Regions from separate parts of the Anser cygnoides genome. Here region 1 is linked to region 2. A link is a contact called in public Hi-C data. All regions are on one chromosome and are shown on one strand. The core of a region is the stretch at or near the end of the contact, and the rest is flanking DNA. Distances in the headings are between cores, read along the strand shown. Region 1 holds the start of DIMT1 (DIM1 rRNA methyltransferase and ribosome maturation factor). Region 2 holds the start of ERCC8 (ERCC excision repair 8, CSA ubiquitin ligase complex subunit).

Evidence for each region. Hi-C and Micro-C count contacts between places; a contact is called where the count stands out from the background.
Region 1: a contact with region 2 is called in a Hi-C map of liver, with 9 times the contacts expected there. The contact joins the promoter of DIMT1 here to the promoter of ERCC8 in region 2. A contact is called at or near these places in 2 of 7 Hi-C or Micro-C datasets (both in liver).

Annotation. Positions count from the first base shown.
Region 1 is chrZ:75,134,450-75,139,215 of Taihu_goose_T2T_genome, forward strand. DIMT1 (DIM1 rRNA methyltransferase and ribosome maturation factor) reads right to left here and starts at 1,277. Exons shown (of 12, transcript XM_048055135.2): 1 at 1-1,277. IPO11 (importin 11) reads left to right here and starts at 1,454. Exons shown (of 32, transcript XM_066988839.1): 1 at 1,454-1,535; 2 at 2,049-2,126.
Region 2 is chrZ:74,573,870-74,578,231 of Taihu_goose_T2T_genome, forward strand. ERCC8 (ERCC excision repair 8, CSA ubiquitin ligase complex subunit) reads right to left here and starts at 2,242. Exons shown (of 12, transcript XM_013180582.3): 1 at 2,085-2,242; 2 at 542-637; 3 at 300-401. The coding sequence starts at 2,161. It overlaps NDUFAF2 (NADH:ubiquinone oxidoreductase complex assembly factor 2), which reads left to right and starts at 2,283. Exons shown (of 4, transcript XM_048051656.2): 1 at 2,283-2,493. The coding sequence starts at 2,367.

The sequences.
Region 1 (4,766 bases), core at 27-2,526, 560 kb after region 2:
GAGGATTTTCTGTGTCAGAGTATTCAGCATTATGCTGTGAGAAACACCTCAAATAATTTTCTTCAGACAGGATCTTCTGTGAAGCTATTTTCTTTGCAATTGCAATGGCGGGCGTCCTGTCAATCAGGAGCGCATTTTAGTAAACAAATCATAACCTTTTATTCCCTATTACCCAACGCCTGATCACCTCCCGTTTCTTCCTTGGCTGAGTACTGCAGGTTCGCAAGCTACTCGACGCTCCTCTATACCATATATGCACAATTTTTCTATTTTTCAACCCTTTAATTTCTCCTTATGTTTTGAGAACTTGTGATCTTTGTTTTACTGTTCCCACACTGCTCATCCTTTTTCTCAAGCTTCTACCTTATTTTGGAACAGTGAGGCCTTCTACTGTCCACTTACCTACTTAGCATTTCTCCTTATTATGACTACACAACTACCTTGGCATACAGAAAAGTAATTCTCTACTGCAAAAACACAACTTAGTTTCCCACACTACGCAACTACCTTTGAATACAGAAAATTATTTCTCTACTGCAAAAACACAACTTTGTTTCTCACAATGCTGCTATATACAAACAACTAGAATTATTTCTTCTTTCCTGAGTCCTCCAGGGATGTCCCATCTTCCAACAGCTACTATTTAACTTTTTTTCAGCCTCGAAAACATGACTAAAAGGTGATTTCAAGCAATGCTAAAGCAACATCACGTTTTAACTGACGTGAGTGGGCTATCAGTTTATCATCAGAAACTGTGCCTTAAAATTGAATGTCCCTGTGTTGTTGGCACACCGTAGGGGTGGGTGTTTGCCGCTGTTCCGAGCTGATGTGCTGTCACAGGTGAAGGACACAAACCCAGCGGTAGGGCTGTGTACAGGGGCCCCAGCTCCTCACTCCGCTGCAGATCCGGGCATCGCAGAGCCCAGCCTGACGGTTTCATCAGATACACCTTCAGCGTTTGCTGTTCCTCCGAAGAAACGAACAGTGACGAAGTCACTGAGCACCACACGCCCGGCTCGGTGCATGTGAACACCCCGTGTCTGTACGGGGGCCCCTTCATGCCGTGCTCCCTCGCCGCTCAACTGCTCGGGATGACCACGGAGTAGCTAAAACTCCCCCAAAACTTTATTTTTCCTTCCTTCCGTTACCTCCCACCGCTTACACACCGACCTCGACAGCTCGAGGCCACCCACGAGACGTGTCGCGAGACACGCACACATCGCGACCGACGGGCCCGCTACGCGACCGTTAAACGGCCGTTACCCCCTCAGCCACGCCACGCCCCCCCCTCCCCGTCGGCGGCGGCACGCGCATGCGCGGCGTCGGGCGGGCGGGGAGAGCCCCCCCGCGTGCGTCGCTGGGCGATGACGTCATCCCCGGGGCGCTGCAGCGGCACCCTCCCCCCCCTCCCCTCCCCGGGCTCGTGGCGCCAGCTTCGGAGCGGGCGGGGGTCGCGCGCCAGGGCCGGCCCCGCCCACCGCCGGCCTCGCCCCGCCCACCCCCGCGTGCGGCGCCGCCACCGCCCGCCGCCAACGGTGAGCCGCGCGCCGGGCCCCCGCTGCACGCGCCGGCACCGTCGTCACGGGGCTAACGGCCGCCAACGGCCGCCGTCTGTGAGGGAGCGGCCGCGGCCCGGGTACCGCGGCGGGTCGGGGGGTGCCGGGCCCGGCCGGGAGGCGGGGAGGGGGCGAGGCGGCCTTCGCCGCGCTGTTGGCCGCCGCGTGTGCTCCCCGCTGCCCCGCCTCAGCTTCGGCTTATTTTTTGTGTGGTGTTTTTCTCCTCCCGGCTCTGCGCGTAGGTCGCGTGGCGAGGGGCTCTGAGGGAGAAGGGGTCTGCTAGCTAATCGCGGGGAGCCGCTGCCGCGTTTCTCCTTGCGGTGGCTCTCCGTGCGGGTACGGCCGGCGGGGAGGCGTCGGTGAGCCGAGCGGTCGGGCTGCATCTTGGCAGAACTTCTGTTCTGTGGAAAAGGGCGAGTACCGTTTTATTAGTTGGTTTGTTTTTTTTTTTTTTTTTTTTTTTTGCTAAATACGCTTATTTTTTTCCTACAGATTCTGGAGGGATAGCAGTTGACAACTTACTGGAAACGGCTTCTTCCCAAAATCCAAGGCAGGGTGGGTGCAGGAGTGGTGAGTTATGTCTCCTATTCGTGTTTACGTACAAGTTGGCAACGTGTGAAGTGTAAGAACGTGGCCATAAACACAGTGCTGGTGCAGTTTCCAGGTTCTGCTGCTACATACCTTGCTTCCCCTGCCTCAAAGATGAAGTGTATCTGTAATGTGTGTGCAGTGCCTTTTGGATTCACATTCGTAATACATGGGGCCACCTCAGTCCTTACAAATAGCGTGTTCCTTATGGGTTATGACTTCTTGAAACTTAAATGCTAGTATCGTTCATCACTCTCTACTTTTCTTCTCGCATTCCGTCATTGTAATGTTCTGCAAAAGGGTGTTTTGTACTGTAAATATATATATATATGGCCTAATGAAGGCTTTTGTTGCCCAAGCTGAACATAGAAAATTTTCAAACTGTATCATCAGACACAAGTTCTAACCATCTTCAGAAATTGTTTTCAATTCAATTTTCAGTTCAATTAACTATTTAATAATTAATTTAAAGTCTCTGCATGAAGGCAGACTGAAACTTGCATTTATATGTCAGCTCTTGAATGCTAATTCACTATGAAGTGTTCAGTCGTGTTTTTGAAAATCTACTAAAATAAGATGAGCTAGGAAGAATAGGGAATAAGATTAGTCTTATGAGTTTGGTCATTGCATAAGCTGACTATTAAACATTAAAAATATTCTTCTATTGTCTCTGTGTTTCTCTTTTTTTTTTCTTTTTCTGTGTTATTGGTACTGAGCCCTATGACATGGTTTCCTCTGAGCTATATCCAAGCATATTCCTTGGAATAGTCCCACTGTCAGTTTTTATTCCTGTTATTTCTGTTGGGATTTTTGGTCAGTTTCATTTGGCTAGTTTCCATTTACCATAAGAGGCCATTTTTCTTCATCTGCATATTTTATAATGTAATCCGAGATACCTCTGTAAATATTATCAGCCTTGCTCGCAGTTCTCCATTATTCCTGTGTTCCTCCTTTTTGTTTACTGCTTCTTCCCTGGTGTCTTCTGCATGCTGATTTTTCTTATAACTGGGTTTTAGTTTCAGTGTTGTACTCTTGTAAAAAATATATACATATACAAATTGTTATAAATAAGTTCTATTCTTCTGTTTCTGTCAATAGCAGTGAGGAGAAGAAACACTGTAGCTCCTTCCTATATAAGTGTCTTTATTTCTCTTTATTATGTTTTCAATTGGCAAAGTGTAGACAGTCTTCCTCATTTACATAAAAAATCTATTGTTTTTGAAAGTCTTAATGACTAACATTAATCTTTGTAGTGATTGTGGTCATTAGTGTAGTTGTTAATGGTTCTAGAAATACCCTGAACATTCAGAATACTGGTGGTTTGTTTGTTTTTACTACTCAGTAGAAATACTAACATCTGGCATGATTGATACAGGTACTATAATCTTAGGAAAAAAGGCTCATAGGAAAATTTATAGAATGATGGAGAGAGGTTGGAATGATTACCAGCTGTTCCTGAAACTGACCGTATCCTTACAAGCATTGTTAATGCCACATGAATATTGCCGCAGATCCTAGCTTTCACCTTCTTTTTTTTTAAAAGGTGTCCCCTTACTGTTTCTTGTGGCTTTTCAGAATAACAACTTTGTTTTTCCTGTTTTCCTTAAAATAAATGTGCTGAAAAACAGTCAGTCATAAGTTTCTTATTGAACCTCCCAAGCTGCAGTTTGTAGCTTTAGCCTATCATCTGCCATTGACCTGAAGAGTTTGGCTCTGTCTTCTTTGAAAGTGCTCTTCAGGTAGTTGTTTGTTATTTGTAGGTGTCTTTTAAGTCGTCCCTTAACTCCGCTTCACCACTTGAACAAGTCCTCAACAACTCCTCATAAGTCAGATCCCGATCATCTTAGTAACTCCGGGCTTTCCAATTTCTGCACTTTTTTCTTTGAACCGGGGAGAGGGAGAGCAATGATGACAAAGCCAAAGACAGCATGCTAGAAGCAGTCTCACACATTACTGCACAGAGGAAAATGGTAACACCCCTAGAGCTGCTTACCATGTCCCTCTAAAAGAAGCCCAGTATGTAGTTTGCATTCTTTTCAGCAATAACACTATGTATTTTGTGCAATAATTCAACCAATTTCAGAGGATTGTAACTAGATCCGTTCTTACGCCTCATCACGGTGGAAAACAATTTATGGAATTAACAAAAGATAACAAATGTACAGAATTAATTATTGGGATTTGAATGAATACTGCATTCTTTGAAGTTCAAAAAAGTGAAGTTTGTAGCCATTTACAAATGTTTTGTTCCCTTGCAGATACATAGCTATTCTTTTTTTTTTTTTTGTTTTCATAATTGATGAGTGATTCTAAAATTCATATGTGTTTCAGTGGTATGGGAAAAGTACCAGTATACTTTTTAGCCTCTATTAAGAGGACTGACTGATAAGGGAAAACATGATGGCAGAACATTCAAGCGACTAGGACTATTGTTTGGAGAGAACTGCATGTTTGTGTATTTTCTTACAAAGAGAATTAAAGAGTGGAGTGTAGAACAGGAAAAGTGGATCCTGGATTTTTGCAAGGGAAAGGAGATGTAGGAGTTGGTGAGTAGGAACAGAAGTGCTGAACACTGGAAGGTAAGAATGAGAACAGAGCATTGGTTTTCCTGGTGTCTCAAGA
Region 2 (4,362 bases), core at 992-3,491:
ACAGTATTAACAATGAATCACTGCACATGCATAGTAGCTCTTAGAACCCAAAAACAAACAAACAAACAAAACCCAACAATCCCAATACTTAGTAAACCACATAAATTGTCACAATGTTTCTTGCTTTTTTTTCCCTGTATGCCAAAAACATAAGCCACAATCTACTCCTCAAAGATTTCTGGCACTATTTTCATGTCTTCTATAGCCTAGAAATAAGAAAGCACATTAACCTGTGAATTTAGTGCTAGTAACTCAACATATATCACTATGAACTTTTACAAGAATTTCTGAGTACATACCTTCCCACGGAACAAAGTGCTTTACATGTGTAACTTGGTTTTCTGCTCAGGTTTTCAAGGTCATAAAGTACAATAACACCATCGGAACCACCTGATAACATGCTGAAAGGGTAAATAAAGCAGTCAAGTTACACGTATGATCTTAATTTGATCAATTAAGTTCAGAAATAAAATAATTTGGTATTACCAAAAGACAGTGAAGTGCTTAAAAACATTTTTACCAAACTAAAGTACATACTTACTATCTTCCCTCAACAGGCTCAATATCAAGGCTGTTAATACCATTCCCATGTATTCTTTCCACATCTCTATCTTTATTTAATTCCAAACTGAGAACCCTTAAAAAAAAAGAAGAAAAACAGAGATGAACAATAAGAACAACAGATCTTTAAAATGTTACTATGTAGTTACAAACAGCTAAAATCATATTTTCACCCCTCCTCAATGCATCTAACCCGTTCCCATATTTTTTCTTTTTTCCCCAAAATTAGACTTGCAGACACAATACAATGCTGGAAATAAGACTTGAAAATTTGACAGAAAAAGTATGTGTTGTTTGGAAGGTAAGATGGAAGTACGTATGTAAAACAGGCTCAAAGGAATACCAAAGCCGCACTTAGGGTCAACATACGAAGCATTAGAACAGGAATGTAGTTTAACAATACAACATAGGGTAAACATTACAAAATATTTGTCACAGCTGCAACAAATATTAGTTACTTAGAAGCTTTATTATGTGCCATCGCTCCTACTTGGAACTATGGACACCTAGTGGACAGATTTGTTTAGTTTAACAAATTACAGTATTTCCTCTCATGGCACAATCTTTGGGTGTTATGTTTTCTGCAGCATCAAATAAAAAGCACGCCCTCCACATGGTGAAGCTTCCCTGAAACATTTTGGAGCTGTGATTAGTATTTTCTAATATTTTCTGTGAGAAACTTAAAATGTTACAGGCAGACCCCTGACAGCATGCCTATACACATGCTTCAAAAGCATTAAGTTCTTTAAGCCCTTTTAAAATACAGGAAGCAACACAATTATGCTAGAATTTTGACATGTACAAGATAGTTAATTAAACACTTTTGAGCTCAAGACTGAATTTTAGTGAAGGGGTTTTATCCCTTCAAGAAACGTTTTAAAGCATGTGACTTGAAAAGGTAGTTACAAACGCCATCTGCTGAAGACTATAGAAGATTTTTTTCAAAACCAAAATGAAAACGTTTAGGGAGGAAAGAAAAAAAAAAGTTAGGTAAATGGTTGTTTGAGTTACGTAAAATCTGCACGCTGTGCTTCCTTCTCAGCGCTGAATGACACGTGAAGGGAGAGAAAGCACACGTTTTGTAAAGATACACAAGAGAAACGAGCTTCGTGAATTGCAGCATTTCCACCATTTACAGTTTATTTTCCTTTACAGCGATAGAGCCACAGAAGTCCAAGCGGAGAGGAACAGATGGGTAAATCCGCAGCACAAATCCTCCCAGCTGTGAGGGTGCCGTGAGGGTGCTGTGAGGAACTGAGCCGAGGTTGGCCCTACCGGATTTATCTTTGAAATACAGCCGCGAAACTTATTCCCCGATCAAACGTTATCGCGATATTCCAAGGAGCCCCGACGAGCCCCTCTGTCCCGTCACCGCTCCTCCGCTGGCCCCAGCGCTGCCGACGGGCAGCGGCGAGCACAACACACGTGAGGGCCCCGCGGGCTCTCAGCGGGCTCTCAGCGGGCTCTCAGCGGGCTCTCAGCGGGCTCCCCGACCCCGTCCCCGTCCCCCCGGGCCCCGCTACCTCCGGGTGGCCTCGGCGCGGCGCAGCCGCAGTGGGTCGTCGAGCCCGGCCTGGCGGCCCGACAGGAACCCCAACATGGCGGCCAAGCGGCGACACCCGCCGCCGATCCGCCATCTTGGTCCCGGGCTGGCCGGGGTTGCCCGGGGGCGGGCGGGCCTCCGCCAATGGCGAGCGCCGTTGCTGGCATGCCCGCCTCCGACTCTAGGGGCGGGGCGGAGGGTGGCGGCGGGGCTGTGTGGTGGCGTCTGGGGGCCGTTGGTGGCCGTTAGCGGCCGCCCCGCCATGAGCCGGGCCCGTCAGGCGCTGCGGGCCCTGCGCCTGCGGATGTTCGGTCCCGGCAAGGAGCTGGCGGGCACCGACCAGTTCGGCAACAAGTACTACCGCGTGCCCGAGCACGAGTCCCGCGCAGGTAGGCAGGGCAGGGCCGTTACCCGCTGCCCCCGGGCGGGCCCGCGCGGCGTGTGGGGAGCGCAGCGGGTGTCTGTCCGGGCGGCTGTTGTAGGGCGAGGAGGAGGTGGAGCCCGTTATCCAGGGGTTTTAGAGCGCGGCTGCCAGCCTGCAGCGGGGAGGTAGCCTGCGAGGGGGCTCTTCTCATTACTTCTGAACTCTTTTAAAAGTGCATTCCTGCGTGTGTCCTCGCTGCACTTCTGAGGAAAAACGTTTTTCTCTGCTTCTGTCTGTATTTGAGGAACCTAGGTGTGCTTATAGCACGTCCTTACATCGTTCTCAATGCTGCACAACCATGCGTAACTAACTGAAGGTGTCACCCCTGAAGTTGTGTGAGTGAGTGTACGCACCACGATGTTTTACAGTTATGTTTTCATTCCCTACACAGGCTAATTTATCTGCTTGCAGTACTCCATATATTTTACATGGTCAATTCAATCAGAACACCCCAAGGCTGTGGAGACTCATTCTATGTGATGTTCTTCAGAGTAAAAGCAGAGAAGTAGGAGCAGAAGCAGAAGGTCTGAGGCTGTGCAGTCACTGAAGTCAGTGCCCTTCCTGAAATGCAGGGGGTAGGGAGGGCACACATCATCCCTTCAGATACATGTAATGTCTTCTGGAGTAGTGGTGCCTTCCAAGTAGTTCCCTGACTTGTTTTGCTGTACAGCTTCCTGAAGAACTCGCGGTGACTTAAAGCAGGTCTGCTTGAACAAGTATTTGGGAAAATGATGTGAATGCCCTTTTGTCAGCAATGATTCCTCTGGGTTAATACAGCAACGTAACAATCCCAGGCTTCGTGTGTCTTGCTTTTGGTCTTCTCACTACTGGGGCTTATTGTGACTTTGAGGAGTATACAAAAGTACTTTAAGGAAAGCAGTCTATATTCTGCACAGCTTTGTATTAAGGTTTAGAGGGCTTCTTAGATCCCAGGTGGAGGTTCACCAGCATAAAAACTTCCCTTACTCAGAAAGCGTTCCTCTTTATGCGGAAGGGAAAGAGAGACAAAAAAGAATCTATGAGTATCAGAGGGGTAGATACAGAGTTTACGGCAACCGAAAGGGAGAGATTTCTTCTCCCTATTTTCTTTCTCACTGCTGCTAACTTTTCACTGTTATTTATTTGACCTTTCTGCAGAAAACTTTAATAGAAAAATGATTTAAAATGACTTGATGAAGAATAAGCTGCAGGCTAGAGCTGGCACGGAAGAGAGAATGAAGGTGATGAGCTGTTAGACAGGGTAAGGTTATACAAGTTGTCTTGAAACAGAGTCAAGAGCTATCATGTTTACAGTCATACCATACAAACTTCTTTACCATGTTTACTTCAGTTTTCCTCGACTTTCTATTAGAAAGTTTGCTGTTAAGCTCTTTTCTACTTCGCATGATCAAACCCAGTTAAATGGATATTGCTTGAGAGAAATCAGGAATTTTAAAACAATATTAAAAAACAGGCGAGGAATAAATATCTGGCAAGGGGCTAATGTTTATTCACTCTTGCCATGCTTCTCTTCTATTTTTAGAATGAAAGTAAGGGAAGGGTTATAATTTTGCTCCACAAACTGAAATTTGGATTACTCAAAATCGATACCACATCTTTCATACATGTCTTAATTCACAGACAGACAGTTCTCTCTTTTTGTCCTTTTTATGTAACTACAGTACAGGAGAGTGCACATGGGAAAATATTACTAGATGTTTATGTGAAAATATTTTTGATAATTCTGTTTTATATTTATCTCACTGATGAATGCTTACAGGTCACTAATTTTGGCTTTAGATGATCTAAAAAAATCCGTCATCAGGAGCAGAATGAAAGAATTCAGAATGAAGTA